Linked DNA regions of Mus musculus: region 2 is linked to region 1. A link is a contact called in public HiChIP or PLAC-seq data. All regions are on one chromosome and are shown on one strand. The core of a region is the stretch at or near the end of the contact, and the rest is flanking DNA. Distances in the headings are between cores, read along the strand shown.

Region 1 (2,773 bases), core at 100-2,599:
AGAAGATGGACAGTTTCAGTGCATTACAGGTAAGAGGAATAATTTGCTACATTCTGTAACAAGAGAAAATCTGCCTTCTATTTTTCCAGGTAGGTAACAGTGTGTACACTTGTGCGTTCTCCCTGTGTCACAATCACAAGCTTGAGTACTCCAGTCATTTAACTATTGCAGTAGAACTCTAATTAGTCTCTTTCTCCTTTTTTGATTGATCTAACTATAAAATTCTATTGTGTACATTTTATTAGTCAAAAAAAGTAAGTAACGCTAGCCAGGTCTTTCAGTCCTCCAAAGGTCCATTCTGTTTTCTAATATTGTTTTTATTTCCAGTGTGGCCTCAGGCTTTTCTTTTTAAGATCTACACTGTAGCTGTCTTCCTCAGGCTTTTTAAAGAGTCTGCTTGTTAACTGCAAACCTGTCTTGTCTAGTCAGCACGAGTTTCCTTCTCTAGGATTCACCCTTGTCACCTCATTCCAGGTGGTTCTAACCCAACTGCTTTAAACTCAGCTCAGATGTTTTCCCACGTTCACTGCAATCTTCCTTTATTGGACATCGCCTTAGCATTTTGGACTGGATATTTTTCAGCTATTGGGAGCCATCCTATGAATTGTAGTGGGTTTAGTAGAGTTCCCTGTCTTCTATACACTCGTTATTTCTTACCCTCCGAGATTCAGAACAAATAGAAATCTCTCCAGACATCACCATATCCCCTGAGAGGAGGAGCAAAGCAGCCTCCATTTAGTGAGCATTGTGTTCATATATGAAAATGAGGGCTACAGGAAGGTTAGGGTGGCCCCTTCATCCACTGTCACTAGTATCATAAAAGGGGAAACTTGGACAAGAGCGGATGTGGTATGATGACATATGATGAAGATTCAGGTCTTTGACTTGCTTAAATTCACTACCCAAAGATTGCCAACAAAGCCAGAGATAAGCAGTGTCATGGGACAGAAGTCCCCCTTTGTCCATCAGAACAAGCCAACCTTTCCAGCAGCTCAGTACCCTTATCACTGAGATAGTAAGATTCTGTCAGCAAACAGACAAACAAAAAGTCAGTGTCTTTGGAGTTAGAGAAGCTGAGTTAAACATTAGCTGTTTCTTAGTAGCTTGTTATAAGGTGCTGTGGGTTATTTAAGTTCAGTAATACATTTCGTATCAGTTCAGCTCTTGTTCCCATCAGTATTAGATCAGGGTAAGAATAACTGCCTTACTTGGGGTCTTATTGCTGTTTAGAGACACCGTGACCATGGCAGCTCTTATAAAGGAAAACATTTAATTGGGGCTGGCTTGTAGGTTAGATGTTTAGTCCATTATTGTCAAGGTGGGAAGCATGGTGGCATTCAGGTAGACAGGATGTTGGAGAGGTAGCTGAGGATTCTATATTTGGATTTGAAGGCAGCAGGAAGAGACAGTTAGCCACTAGGCCTGGCTTGAGCTTCTGAGAACTCAAAGCCCACCCCAGTGATATACTTTCTCTTACAAGGCCATGCTTACTCCAACAAGACCTTATAGTGCTACTCCCTGTGGGATTGTGGGGGGCATTTCCATTCAAACCACCACATTCATAAGCATACATTATACTTGAAACTGGACCTGTTACCTCTGCAGTACTCAGCAAATAGAGATATTGTGAGTTCTGGGTGTAACTGCTAAGAGAAGGTGAGCCCAGACTGCTTTGAAACCCCTTGATACCAGCTGTTGAGAAACTGACTTCCCAGGTGCCTTTGTACTGTACCTGCGTGCAACATTCCTTTTAGTTGTTAGGAAATTACGTATGTTATGTTTAATTTGAAGTGCTTATTTTACCTTTCAACTAGTACTAGTACCTGAACGCTTTGGATTTGTATTTTTTACAATTCTTTGTATCCTTTTTGGTTCTTACTACTACCTAATAGTCATGGCTTTAAATTAAAGAATCCATGGAGGTGGGTCACTCCCTACCTTGTTAACATCTAGACTGTAATACTTCTGAGGGTGAAGGACTCGTCACACTCTCTGATTAGCATTGGCTGTGATACCATAGGCTGACAGTTTTCAGTGCCCCTTTCCTATCACTACATAGCTGAGCCTGATGGTGAATCTTTTAAAATACCTTAGCCAGGAGTCACAAGTCAAACTTGGAACCCTACATGTATTAGAAATATCACTAAGTTAATCTAAAATATCTGTGCTGCAGTTGGGTAATACACAAATAATCAATATTCCTGAAAGGATCTAGACAAGAGAATATATAAGCAGTATAGACATTTAAAAAGCTTTGCCATCTTTACTAACTTTTCTTCAAATAGAATTTTTTGTTTTCACTATGAATCACATGGAATATAAATTTCTGATCACATAGCTTACTTGTGTGCCTTCCAGATTATTCATAAATATTAATCAAGAAAGCATTTTAATTAATATAATATTGATTTTCCCCAATACACTAGCAGATGAAAAAACAGATTGTTTTATTGTATTTTAAAATGTAGGGATGGCTTAATCTCAGAATGATAAACAGCTTGTATTTCAAGAGTCAGTTTGTGGCTGCATCCTGTAAGTTATCTCTTCATAACTCCTTTCATTTGATTTTAATATCTAGCAGCAACAGCCTCCTGCAGGACCTGAAGAGTTGTGTACTGTACAGACTGCCTCAGTGTTCACCAGACCTTAAGGGAGCTGACTCCTGTATCAGCATTCTGTACAAGGACACATTTCTGTGCTTTACTGGGGAACAGTCTTTTCTCTCTATAGTAGTAATAATAATAATAATAGTTGGAAACTTTATTTTTAAATT
Region 2 (2,773 bases), core at 197-2,696, 600 kb before region 1:
TCTCTGTGTAGCCCTGGCTGTCCTGGAACTCACTCTGTAGACCAGGCTGGCCTCAAACTCAGAGATCCATCTGCCTCTGCCTCCCAAGTGCTAGGATTAAAGGCGTGCACCACCACTGCCTGGCAGTGATATTTTACTAGACGTTAAATATTGTGAATTTTGCCTTACTGGTTCCTGGATATTTTCATATTCTTAATAATATTCTTGAGTTGTGCTTTGGGACACATTTAAATTGTAAGTAGCTTAATTGTTTTGTACTCCCTCCCCTCCCTCCAGCTTTTTCTTTTTCTTTTTCTCTTCTTTTTTCTTTTTTTGTTTGTTTCTTTCTGATTCCAGAAACTTTTTCTAATTTCCCCCACTATCCAAGAGGTGATCTTGTAAGTACTTTACCTGCTGCTGCCTGTAGATGGATCATAAGCTCGTCTACTGTGGCAGGTAGGAAGCAGTTTGGACTCCAGCAGTGCCTCTGCTCCCCCAGGGCTTCTTCGTCTTTAGTCCTGGGGAGTTATCTCATGGGTGTGGACTGCTGTGCCCCAGCTGAAGTGGGTCTCCACAGACCTGCTCAGCTCTGTTGTGTGAATCCTGTCCCCTCAGTGCTGTTGACTTGTGTTTGTTGGGAGCCAGTGGGTTTCCATTCCCATCATTGTCTGTCGGTGTTTCGGCTAGGATACTTTCCCTGCAGTGGGCTGCAGCATGCTGTCTCATGGGACTCTCGTGGGCCTTTGTCCTGCTGCTCACCATTTGAGAACTGTTTTTTTGTTTTGTTTTGTTTTGTTTTGTTTTGTTTTGATTTATTTATTTATTTATTTATTTATTTATTTATTTATTTATTTCAGTTTTGTAGTTGTTTAAAACCACAAAATCTGGTTCTTGTTCTCCAGCAGGGCTGTCAGTTTCTAAGTGAAAGGCTTCATGATTGGTGAGATCCATATAACTATGATGTCGAAGTCCCTGAGGACTGTTTAGGACAGTGTTTCTGTGGGGGCTGTTCTGGAGTACAGCTGACTCTGTGGAGACACCGAAGTGCTAGTAGTTCATTATTTCCTCTTAATACTATCTAGAAAACCACAAGAAAGTTGTGTCTGTAAATACTGACAGACGTGGCTGACTCAGTCACCAAACACAAGGGAGTTTGCTTATGCAGCTAATTTGATTACTATGTTCTTATACATTAGTTTTGATCACTATACTCTTACATATAAAGGTTAAACATTTTTCTTGTCAGTTCTTTCCCCAGATATTACATGAAGCACAGTATTATACACCAGTACTATGGTAGTAAGTGACTCAGCCTGTTTGAGTCCTGATTTGGTAGCAAACTCACAAACAGATTTTTGAGATGTTTTGGTATCTTTTGAAAAGTCAGTGTTGACAGGAAGTGAACACAAAAGGGAGAAAAGCCTGTGGCTCTGTAAAAGCCAAGGAAGGAGCCAAAGAAAGAACCTGTATTGTCTGGTTCCGTGGTGAATCATTAACCTCTGGTGCACTGGGCACAAAGGTTGCGTGCCTGCCTGTGCTATTGGCTGTGAAACAATACGCTGGCTTTTTTTTTTTTTTTTTCTTTTTAAGTTACAGTTTACAAAGAATTGTGCCTTACAGGAAAACAATTGAATTGTGAGATAATGATTACTTGACTTAGTAACTTTTAAAACTGTGGGTTAGGACAATGACACAGCGCAGGCCATGTTGACAGTTACACAAGAACCAGGGGACTGGAATGTGATTTTTTTCTACCATGTGATTTTTTTTTCTTAAAATCAATTCTTTCTGAAAACATATCTTACCATGATCCATTTTCTCTTTAATATCACACCTCTATTTTCCACAATTCACTGTTATGGTCTTGGGTAACTTGGGAGACTTGACTTCACAGTCAAAGTGAAAAATATTTTATTTTGTTCAGAATACATTGTTGATACTGGCTGAAATAGGGCTCAGGGATATTCTAGGTTGTGTGTCTCTGACAAAAAGAATTACTTCATAGTTTCTAAATTATTTAAGAAAAGCCCTTTTTTTTTCCCAAGACAATACCGGGCCCTCATTTTCCTCTTCTTCTTTACTTCCTTTCTCCTTCTTTCTGCATATCAGCCATTTGGAAAGAACTGCAGTTGCCCAAGTGAAAGAAACAAAACATGAGAAATAGCCCCAAGCCTCCAAGGAACTTGTGATCTAGTAGAGAAGTGAATTACAGTGCTGTGCTGAGCTATGGCAAAAAAAAAAAGGAAAAAAGGAAGGAGGAAAGAGGGAGGGAAGGAAGGAAGATGACAGACCAGTAAGAGTCAAACTAGTGAGCACACATGGATGAGAGACTGCTTACAACAGATTTGGGAATGTGCAGCGATCGAGGATATGAAGGTGGCCCTAACAGTTACCTAAAACCCAGCATTCAAAAGCTGCAGCAGCAGTTTGTTTTCTGAGTTCTAGGCAGGCCTAGGTCACAGAAGGAGACCCTATATTCACAAACTAATGCACAAAGCAACCCCTCTGCAAATTACTCCTGATGAAGATGAAAAGCCAGCCATGAGTAAAAAGGAGGTATTTTATACAAGGGAAGACAGCAGACAATTTTCTGCAGTAGCTTTGTGTGCTAGTGGGGTGGGAGGGTTCTTGGAACAGTCTGTGCCTCCTTCTCTCACAAAGCCTGCTTTAGTACTTTTGCTCTCACGCTGACGATGCCATTGCAGACATGATTATGTTAGTGCACTGGAGGACTCATTCACTAAAGATTGCTACAGGCTTTTGTGTTTGCTTTTTTAGTTGTATTAGATTATAT

The links. HiChIP or PLAC-seq counts read pairs in DNA pulled down with a chosen protein or histone mark.
Region 2: an H3K27ac HiChIP or PLAC-seq map of extraembryonic endoderm stem cells shows a contact between it and region 1. The contact joins two enhancer-like sites. A contact is called at or near these places in 1 of 484 Hi-C or Micro-C datasets (bone marrow-derived macrophages) and 2 of 115 datasets of contacts at active chromatin or transcription factors (bone marrow-derived macrophages and extraembryonic endoderm stem cells).

What each region holds. Positions count from the first base shown.
Region 1 is chr14:72,649,272-72,652,044 of GRCm38.p6, reverse strand. It overlaps Fndc3a (fibronectin type III domain containing 3A), which reads left to right. Exons shown (of 26, transcript NM_207636.2): 3 at 1-29. Among named protein-coding and RNA genes, the nearest start is that of Fndc3a, 59 kb to the left of the region's middle. Within about 2 kb of position 1,349, at least 7 of the 459 cell types and tissues checked have an H3K27ac peak or open chromatin away from gene starts, as enhancers often do. A contact at or near this core is called in extraembryonic endoderm stem cells, where this site is marked.
Region 2 is chr14:73,252,319-73,255,091 of GRCm38.p6, reverse strand. The region is part of intron 17 of Rb1 (RB transcriptional corepressor 1); the gene reads left to right. Among named protein-coding and RNA genes, the nearest start is that of Lpar6, 16 kb to the right of the region's middle. Within about 2 kb of position 1,446, at least 121 of the 459 cell types and tissues checked have an H3K27ac peak or open chromatin away from gene starts, as enhancers often do. A contact at or near this core is called in extraembryonic endoderm stem cells, where this site is marked.